Linked DNA regions of Drosophila melanogaster: region 2 is linked to region 1. Evidence: chromatin contacts called from public Hi-C data. All regions are on one chromosome and are shown on one strand. The core of a region is the stretch at or near the end of the contact, and the rest is flanking DNA. Distances in the headings are between cores, read along the strand shown. Region 1 holds the start of dos (daughter of sevenless). Region 2 holds the start of mRpS35 (mitochondrial ribosomal protein S35).

The links. Hi-C and Micro-C count contacts between places; a contact is called where the count stands out from the background.
Region 2: a contact with region 1 is called in a Hi-C map of the Kc167 cell line, with 2.6 times the contacts expected there. A contact is called at or near these places in 28 of 107 Hi-C or Micro-C datasets (the Clone 8 cell line, the D17-c3 cell line, the Kc167 cell line and 11 more) and 4 of 7 datasets of targeted methods (the Kc167 cell line and the S2 cell line).

The regions. Positions count from the first base shown.
Region 1 is chr3L:2,587,120-2,592,335 of dm6, reverse strand. It overlaps dos (daughter of sevenless), which reads right to left and starts at 2,922. Exons shown (of 8, transcript NM_167956.2): 1 at 2,784-2,922; 2 at 723-2,134; 3 at 1-174. RpL8 (Ribosomal protein L8) reads right to left here and starts at 4,880. Exons shown (of 3, transcript NM_167955.2): 1 at 4,823-4,880; 2 at 4,446-4,760; 3 at 3,453-4,252. The coding sequence starts at 4,583. The coding sequence ends at 3,620.
Region 2 is chr3L:2,778,367-2,783,582 of dm6, reverse strand. It overlaps mRpS35 (mitochondrial ribosomal protein S35), which reads right to left and starts at 2,684. Exons shown (of 2, transcript NM_079169.3): 1 at 2,453-2,684; 2 at 1,478-2,389. The coding sequence starts at 2,570. The coding sequence ends at 1,527. It overlaps Atg2 (Autophagy-related 2), which reads right to left. Exons shown (of 2, transcript NM_139491.2): 2 at 2,906-5,216. The coding sequence ends at 3,170. It overlaps Pgant6 (Polypeptide N-Acetylgalactosaminyltransferase 6), which reads right to left and starts at 1,328. Exons shown (of 4, transcript NM_167966.2): 1 at 1,028-1,328; 2 at 111-845. The coding sequence starts at 682.

The sequences.
Region 1 (5,216 bases), core at 1,673-4,172:
GTACTGAAACTTCTGCTTGCGATTCTCCAGCCGCAGGCCACAGTCCACCTGCTCGCACTGATCCAAATCGATAACGCCCTTCAGCTTGCGGCAGTTGTGGTCGGTGTAGTATTCGAGGCAGAACTGCTCCGGTATCTCGCCCTGCTTCAGCGTGAAGTAGCGACGCCTCCAGCGCTACAAAGATAATTTGGAAACAAGGCGTTAAGAGTTGCAACGAGGCGTACAGTTGGAAAAGCAATAGTGATTTCTCCTATGCCATTACACACACAAGATTCCTTCATAGCGACATATGTTAAATGGGTCGTGGAATTGCAAATATCACACGATAAACTGTCTTTGTTTTTTTGTAGCAAAACAATTCAACAAAGTCAAAAATTCCCCCAAAATGAGATTTGTAGATATTGCTTCTTTTGCAAAGAGTCTGAGAATATTAAACAAGATTACACTGTTACAAATTGTACTAAGATGCCTGAATAGTGATGACTAACTTCATCAGGTAGTTACTCATCAGGGCGAAGAGCAAATGAACAATCTTGATGCTTACAATATCATTTACGCATCAAAAATGTAATTTTCCTAGAGATCTGATAATGCGGTATTTATGATTAGAATATAGTGAATCATTAGCAAATTTTCTAGAATTTGCGACACGCCAAGGCTTTCTTTAAGTCTATCTCTAATTATACTATATCTTGCAGTAGTTTAGCTATATATAAACGTACTACGCGAGTGTACCGATGTCTCCGTTCTGGATTAAGATACCCTTACTGAGCGATGGACTCCGGTTGTTGATATGAGGGTAGGGTACGGCTGATCAGCTCAACGACTGAGTACACTATCACTGCTGGTGAGTAAGCGGGTGATGAAGCCCGAGTCAACAGAGACTGCAGCGGCGCTGCTTTTCCGCGAATCATATTTTGCATTGGCATTTTCTTGGGTAATCAGCAGACACACACACAGAAATAACACCCCCGCCCACGTTACCGTTAAGCGGTTAAGAAATTAACAGCTGAGAGGTTCGGGAACCCGCTGAAAACGTAAAACTCCAGCTGATAATGGATGGTTTTTTTCGGACTGTATAATATCAAGCTTAATTGAATTATAAACAATAAACATAATGCCGCACACAGGCCAGAAATTGGCACCCCGAGGCGCTGGAAATACGCAGCTCATTTTCTCGAGGCATCATTAGAGTTTGTTTATACAATGGCGCTCAAGATATTAGAAACGCAAACGAAAATGTGCGGGCAAAGGTTCTATTTTTAAAATGTTTCTAAATTTGTTTACTTTTAACGCGCCGGAAAGGGTTGTTTTTAAAATTAGATAGCTGCTGTAAACCTTTACAACAAAATATTCCATATTTTGTACGAAGTTTGATGTCAAGAGGTTAGTTATTTAATTTATATTGTATAATCTTAAGCAGTTTTCAAAATAGTGTGATTGAATACTACCATTTTGGACGCTATTGCACGCCTCAACATAAGCAAACAAATTGAGTACAGTGAAACCATAAAGTGGGTTTGCTGTAACTGAAAATTCTGTGCTGCAGACCTTTTGATCAACGGTTTGGGTGTTCTTGGAACTGTCGTATCCATTATAAGTGGTTTCAAATGAACGCTCTAGAGATGGGCACACTACAGAGTGTCGTGTCACGAACTCCTGAGGGAGAACTTCTATATTTTAGCTTTACTAGTTTAAAATCCAGTAAAATTTATTTGTCTGAGCAAATCATTCTATTTATATTTAATAATATAAGCAAACATACTTTTCAACTATTCATCCCCTAAATGTTTAAAAAATAATTAATCCAAAAATCTAATAAGTCATACATTATGATGGACTGTAAATAAAAATTATTATGCTGACACTACAACAGCGCATCTCTAGCATAGGCAAAATCAACAACAACAAGGAGCTGGAAAGACAAGTGCGTCATTGTTTTTTTGGTCATCGTCGGTAGTTTATGTTGCTGTTGTTGCACATTGTTTTGTGCTTGATCCGGCTTATCGTCCGTGCACATAAAAAAGCAAAAACAAGCACATATGCGCATAAAAAACATGCACACACGAAATACGGGGCAAGTAAATTTGATTAAACGCAACAGTTGGCGGAAATTTAATACACGAACGGCTCCCTAAAGTAAACATTAAACGAAAAATTAATTAAGCGTAAATTTAGACCAGGGCAAAAGAAAAAAACACGTTCCCACGCCAAAAGCAAACATAAACAGAAAGAAACTGGGTGACGGAGAGGGTGGTGGGGAGAGAGACAGAGAGAGAGAGAGGGAAAAACGCAGAGGAAGCCATCGTAAATTCATTCACATTTTGCAATTTCTGCTGCGGTTTTCAACTTGTTTGCATTCCAATCAACTGGAATACTGGAATTGCAATCCCTCGGCTTAATAATGAATTAAATCATACCACAAACAACAACGCCAAACAAACCCACACACACTGAGGCAGGCACCAATACAGGCTTAGCGTAATTGTAAAAAAATGCCACTTCCATTATCCATCGTTTTTTTTTATCATTTTCGTGAGTCAATCGATGGACAAAGATTGCGGTATTTCTCTTCCGGCTTCAAGTTTACCGTTAGCCAATTGCGACTCTCTTTTCTTTGCACATTTCACTAATCAGTGGACATTTCTGATTTGATTGGATCAGAATTTTCATTTTGATTTCGTTTTGAGCTGGGGTTTCCAGGAAAATTCCTTAGCACTTGCACACACGCACACACGCTCAGGTTTTCGAAAGCCTACGTTTTTCCATTTTCGGAAACTTACTGCTCGCCAAATGCGCTTGGTGGGCGGCGACTTAATTAGCCAGCCCTCGTAGAAAGTGCGATCCATTATTTTGCAGCGCTCGACGCAATTTACTTCGATTTATTTCACTCCACTCCGCGCACACCAACTAGAGGTGGGCCTCACGCTTGCGATAGATCTTCCGAGGCAATATCGAATAAGTATTCGATAGGCTTAAGCTAAGTCTAAGATATATCGAAATAAAAGATGCGAACGCTTATATTCGGCGGAAAGTTATTATTATTTATATATTTGTTTGGTGTAAGCCCCATTGCTTCAAAACTTGAACTTAGTGTAATATACCGTTTGCTTCAAATTGTTTTAGATTAGTGTGACCGTAGTTGACATTACCCAACACTGGCACTATTTATAATTTTGAGTTGTAAAAATTAAGTATTTACAATCTTGTAAAAAACAAAACAAAACCTTTTTTGGTTGCCATATGAAACGTGTTCAATCTAGTATTTTAAAAATAAGTCCACAAATAGCCCATATAAAATATGTATACATATTTCAAAAAACACAAGTATTTCTTTGTTTGAAAACAAGAATTTGCAGATAACATAAGTATTTACCTAATAAATCAGCATAATAAATCCAAACAAAAGCTAATAACTAAAATCTTAAAAACTTTAAATGCAAACGAAGTATAGTTTTACAAATACGTTTTATTCTGCCGTGTCAAGCGTATGCCTAGAACATACAGATTATCCATGTAGAATAGCAATTTCTTCCACGACGCCGCACAGCAGAGCACGACCACTACCCAGATCTCAGGCGGAACCTGCGCCACGCCGGAATCCTGCTGCAGCCAGAGCTTACTTGTCCTTGCTGTCGCCCTTGCCACCACGGATCCTACCGGTACGACGGGCAGCGATGAGACCGACCTTGCGACCGGCGGATGTGCCTCGCTTGACGGTGGAGGCCTTACCAATGTGCTGATGGTTACCACCACCGTGAGGATGCTCCACGGGGTTCATGGCCACACCACGCACCTTAGGCCAGCTGTTGCGCTTCACCTTGTACTTGTGGTAGGCACGACCGGCCTTCAGGATGGGCTTGTCGATACGACCGCCGCCGGCGACGATGCCAACCATGGCGCGGTTGGCCGAGGGCACGACCTTCTTGGCGCCGGATGGCAGCTTGACACGCGTCTTCTTGGTGTCCTGGTTGTGGGCAATCACGGTGGCGTAGTTGCCAGAGGTGCGGGCCAAACGGCCGCGATCACCGGTCTTCTCCTCCAGGTTGCAGATGATGGTACCCTCGGGCATCTGGCTGAGGGGCATCACGTTGCCGATCTGAAGGGTGGCCTTGCGGCCGCAGTACACGAACTGGCCGGTGTGCATGCCCTCGGGGGCGATGAACAGCTCCTTGCGGATCTTGTAGCGGTAGGGGTCGCGGAAGTGGACGACGGCCAGAGGAGCGCCACGGCCGGGATCGTGGATGATGTCCTGAAACATGGAAGAAGTACGATTCGCTTAGTTACACTTCAAAAGCAGTTAAGCCAAGTGAGCTAAGTAACTTCTAGTAAGCTGGCACAGGTGCTCAAGCACGTCTCTTGAATGTGGCATGGCCAAATGCAAGTGATCTCATCCACATTAAACGGATAGGTGTAGTTGGTGATCCTAGGAGCACGTTACTCACCTTGACAACTCCGCGGATGTAGCCGGAACGCTCGGCGAAGTCCAGGGAACGCAGCTTGGCGGCTCCCTTGCGCTTCTTCACGTGCGCCTTGAACACGGAACCAGCTCCCTTACGCTGTGCACGAATAACGCGACCCATTGCTGCAAGACAAATTCACGGGATTAGTACTCGAACTCCATATTGCAAATGCGGCGGTTTCACTAAATAAGATGGCCATCTTCAATGCAACACGCTACGGAATTTCGATCTTATTCGAATATTTTGACGGAAAATTGAAATATTCCATGTTACACGGTTATAATGTTAAATTGCGCACTGTAAACAATTTCCGCAATTGAAAACACCACCAAATTTACAAAATTTAGCACGTGGCTTACCGTAAAATTAAAATTGCCCAATACGACCACTCCGGAAACGGGGCGAAAAGAAAAGAAAAGAGGAAGACATCCTAGAGGTGGGCAGGGAATAGTGTGGCTGTGTTTGGCGTCTGGCGTCGTGACTAACGTGCTGCTGGGGAAAGAGCTGTTTCTCACTGCTATTTTGGGTATTCGCGAAATTGTTAATTTGCTAATAATAATAAATAAAATAATAAAATTTATCATATTAAATCTTCAAATTCAGTTTTCGGAAGTTTTACTAATCAGTAGCTCACTTGCCCAGAAAATTTGGTTTGATTTCAATCTTCGCAAGGTCAATTTCGCTGAAATCTGCTTTACCTAATCGAAACGTTTCTAAACTGGATAATTTTAATATAAGTTAATCGATTTTATA
Region 2 (5,216 bases), core at 1,435-3,934, 190 kb before region 1:
ATAAAACTGATTTGGAGCGTCACATTAGAGAAGTGCCCATTTTGGGAGCCACTGCCTTATCTCGACTCCTATATTTAGCGAAACTAAGTGCTTTTTGATGAACAACTCACAGAGGGTGGCGGATGTCGGGCACCGAGCGGTTAACCGATATGGAATCCGAGAGCAGGGCATTAAATCCATTTTCCAGGGACATTCGCTTCTCCAAGTCTCGCTGGGACTCATCGTCGAGCGTCGATGCCTTTCCGCCCTCCCCGAGGCCCACGCGCTTGGCATCCTTTTCCATGAAAGTATAGTCGTGCCAGTCCTTCTTCACCGAAGCGTCCGCCGGCGCAGCCATTTGGAGCTCCTCCTGGGGCTGCTGTTGCGGTTCGTCGTCCGCCGGATGCGGATTATCGACTTCTTCCTCCACCGGTTCGGGCTCATCGATCTTCTGCAGCTCAGGATCCTCTTCGAAGTCGGGTTCCTGTGGTTTCTGAGGTTCTGGTTGCTTTATAGCTGGCACCTTCACCTTGACATCGCCGGAAAGGCCAGCCTTTTCGGGCACGGGCTCCACGCCATGATGGACTGGCTTGTTGGTGTACGGAGTAGATGAGATCCAGCTGGTTATCAGTACGAAGAGAGTCAGTGAGATCAACAAGAGCAGCGAGGCCTTCACTATCCACTTGAGATTGGGTCGCCGCATCTTTGCCGGATATCCGTGGCTACGTGTGCGCTCTACGGGTCTCTACGTCAACCATTAATGTCGGTGAAGTATATCTCGCGGTAATGGTGATATTGGTTTGTTAGCTCAGGTGCTGCGGATGTTTGCTGGCTTGTCTCTTTATCTGGCGGCACTGCAACGTGGTCTGTGGGTGAAAGAGAATAGTAGAAAAGTAGAAAAATTCAGAAACGTAAGCACATATGTATCTTTTTGGGTCGCACATACAAAAAATACAAGATAAGCGGCGAGTCATTTTCACCAATACGAAAGTTAAGATAATAGAAATGATATTTAACTGCGCTGAAGGAACATCCGCTGGATAGTTACCTTATCGCAGACATATGTCAATGAATGTACTATAACTTAGAAACACTTCAGCGACTAACTTTGTTTATAATTCCGGATTTTATAATTTTAATCAGGTGAAACGTCATCAGCAGGTGAATTCTTATCAGGAGTTTGTTCTCACCTCTCTACGACTGTATTCTACTCAAAGCTCCATCCAAACGGGGTTGAATAAACTTATTAACTACTAAAATACTAATTAGCATAGCAAAACAAAAGTTTGCTTCCACGTCCGCGGAAATTCGGTTTTTTTGGTTCTGTTCTTGGCGCTGTTCTAATGCCATTCACACGGGCACGCCTTCATTGTAAACAGCTGTTCGGACATTCACAACGAAGGAGGGGCGTCGTAAAGGGGGATTACATGGTTGCCCAGTTTCAATTCAAAATTATTAACAAGATAAATATTGTAACATTCAAATACTTGTTATGATTATTTTTTAACAACTTCTCGCTTTATTGGTTCACTCAACTATCCAGTTTCCTAGGCAATGTTCAACATCTTCTTGACCTCCTCCTTGTATTTGCCCAAGTTGTACTCGTTTTCGCCTTCGTTTATCAGTTTCTCCACGCATTCAGCGAATGACTTGCTGGGAACCACTTTTGGAGCACCCTTCTTGGCGTTCCAGTTGAGGATTCCCTCGGCGGAGACCTTCGACTGGTTACGCTCGAACAGATAGACCTCCATGTCGGCCTCCGATTTGGTGGCCTCCCACGGCTCGGTGACAAAGGATTCGTGATAGCAAGCGGTGAGCAGATACAGGGCGTAGTCGTAGTTCTGCTTCTTCTGCGGACAGCGATCCGTGACGAAGGTAACGAGGTCCGTGTCCTTGTTGTAGCGATCGCCCACCAGGCGCAGGAACTTATCCCTGGCGTGCGCATCGAACTTCAGGTCAGAGAGCTTCAGGGTAATGGTGACGCGCCTGGCCTCCGGATTCCTGATCGTGGGCAAACTCTGGCAGTAGTCTGTGGTGGTGACCTCCAGGGGGAAGTGGCGCTGCCACTTGGCCTCTGTCTCCAGACCCTTTGGCCATGGCGTGCAGAACTTCTTGATGGCTTCGCATTGCTGACGGATGGCCGGCGGTGTCAAGTGCAGAAAGTTGGGTATCTTCATCAGCTCTGCATTGGCGAACTTCGACGGAGCTGCTGCTCCGCGTTCCGTGAATCCCTGCCGCAGTGGCAGAGGCACACTGGCCGGGTGGAACGAACGTGGTCCTGGCCAAACGGCCGTCCAGTCCTGATCCACCGCCATGCGGCCAGTGCGCGGCGGTGTGATGGGATCCCGACGGACCTGCTGGCGCTTCTGCATCTGCTGCTTCACCGTCCGCAGGCTGAGCACTCGGAATTCTGGCCGATCAGGAAGATATATCCATTATAAAACGTGTAAGCCAGGGAAACTTAATTGTTTACCTTCATCATCCTCAATTTCTTGCCGCTGCTCCTGGTTGGAAAAAACACGAATACCGCTTTGCGCCGTCTGTTTTTTCAGTGGCAGGCGCTCCAACAGGCGAGTCAGCGCACTGGACATGGTTTTATGTTTAATTTTAAGCTTAGATACCTAATTTTAACTAATATTTCCAGCGATTTATGCGGCTTTTACGTAAACCATGCGCCAACGAACATTCATTCGCGCCGAATAGCAAGCAATCAGCTGTTTACAGAAACTTGCCATTCACAGAGAAGCATACAAATAAAAGTAACGTCTTTTTAAATCATTTTGTAAACTGCTAGTTGTTTTTATTTGTACTTCATTTTTAGCTGAGGGTTTAATAAATTCTGGTAGTTCGGTTAAATTTTGCTAGAATAGTATCCGTTCTTAAACTTTTAGCAGCACCATGAAGAAATACGTCATCTTTTTCTTTTATATATATATATATTTATTCAGGTAAAATAATAAAAAATATAACTCTCATGTACTGTAATATGGCTAAAAAGGATAAGTTCAATCACACCCATGTCGGAATCACCGTTCGGGATCCCAAATCCCTCGTCACCTCGCCGTCTCGTGCAAGTGCTCCTTTTATGTACATTATTTATTATTAGTAAAACAATAGAAAACATTGCGTTATGCTGTAAGCCCCGTGAACTATAGCTACCGTTAACCTAGTCGATCTGTGAAGCAGTTGCCTAGTGGATCTCCTGCTTCCACTTGTCGCGCGCCTCCAGTTTGGCCTCCGGAATCAGCGAGCTCTTGGCGCCGCCCAGGATGTTGGTGGTGGCCTGGGTGGCCAGCACCGCCGGGCAGACGACCAGCTGAGGGATCTGGCGTACCACCGCGCCCACCGCTCCGCTGTAGCCCTTCTGGTCGTGCTCCGTGATGGCGGCTTCGATGAGTGTGTTGGCCGATTCGTTGATGCCCTCTCTCACTATGGTATAGGCGTTGGCCACGCCCTCGCGCAGGTCCTTGGGTCGTCCCTGTCGCCTCCGTTTGCCCTGCCTGCCGCCCTTCCGCTTCTTCATGGAAGGACCTGCAGATAGCATATCGAAGGTAGTCTCCGCCGTGAATTGCAGCAGGTGTATAATCCTGGAGGTGATCTCCAAGGCAGCCAGCGCTGTGCGAGCGGTGAAACTCTGGGCACCCAACTGGAATCCCCTGATAATTCGTCCATCCTTGTTGTACTGCTCGATGGGCAGCCGGAAAAGATCGTAGATACCCTGGAAAAGCTGCAGCACCGCATTCGTGGGTCCAATCCCGCTTAGGATATTGGGCAATTGATTCCGCTTGATGTCCTTCAGCCACTCCTTGGCCAGGAACTCGCACAGTTTGTTCCATCCCAGAATGCCTCTGCGGTTCACAATTTCCCTCAAATTAATTCCGGATCCCTGCAGCTGGGCAAGACCCATGATTAGGCCGGTGACCGGTCCGCGGGAGAGTTCAATCCGCCGTCCATGATAGTCAAAGCAAATGGGTAGTGCTGGACTGAAGATCACCTCGCGGAAGAACACAGGTGGAGCCGTGGCAGGATCCTCCTCCAACTCCACATCCAAGCTGTTCTCTTCAATCAGCACATTCAGGTTCCTCTCCACCATCTCCTTAACTTCCGAATCGGGCAATTTATCGGATAACTCCTCCGGCATTTTGCTCACCGACATCACCGGCATATCCGTGGCCGACGAACTGCTGCCCTCCGTTTTGGTGCCACCAGCAGCACTAGCGGAGTTTCGGAACATGCCCGAAAAGAAGTCCTCGAGAAAGAGCAGAGTATCCTGGTCAATGTTGAGTTTTATGGGCAAAATGGAGACCCTCAGGGAGCACTCTTCCGCGGAGCTCTTTTGCGGATTCGGACGCACATTCAGAGCCTTCACTATGACCATGTTCTCGTCCGGCTTATGGGATAAATTGTTGCCCGTCGGATGGTACAGAAACTTGTTAATGTCCGAGGAGCGCAACCTATCTCTTATTTCAATTTCCGACACAAGGAGCACCTGACGGGACGAGTACATGGAGGTCAACGGATAGGTTTCGTAGGAGAATCGAATCTTGGAGAGCTGCATCTCCACTAGAACCTCCAGATTGCGCTGCGATCCTTTGGGTTGTTTGAGCAGACCCTTCTTGGAACCCTTTTTGTCCTGTTTATCCTGCTCTTGAGCTTGAGACACGCCATACTTGTAGGTATCGGACATGCCAAAGCCACTGGTTGCCGACGAAGAGGATTTCTTGAGTGGTTCATCGGGGAAATCCCGGCCGCCATAAAGGTGCCATGTGAATGTCATCTCGCAAAGGGTGTAAGTGCTCTCGGCCACTGGGAAATTAGATGGAGGCCTAAGCAGGTCCACTTTCTCATGCGGCAGCTCAAAGTGATTGTCCACAATCTGCAAAGGGTCCTCGGAGATGTAAATTTGCTTGACACCGAACTTGTCCATGCGTGAAATCTCCTCGTCGTGTATGATGTCGAAATCCCGCTCCTCCAGGGACGCGTTGCCCAGGGAACCCAGCTCCTGCTGCACCTGGGAGCCCAGTGATGTCTGCGGTTGCACTTGGCTCTGGTGGTAGTAGGACTGCAAGATCACATTCGATTCAAAGTCCAGGATGTCTCCGATGACCGAGGGACTCTCGACCATCAGTGACTTGGTCTGCAGCTTGGCGGACGTGGATTTCCGTTTCTCTTTGGGCTCATCCGGGAAGTAGAATATCTCAATGCCCTCCTCCCGACCCCCTGGAGATTTCATTGCC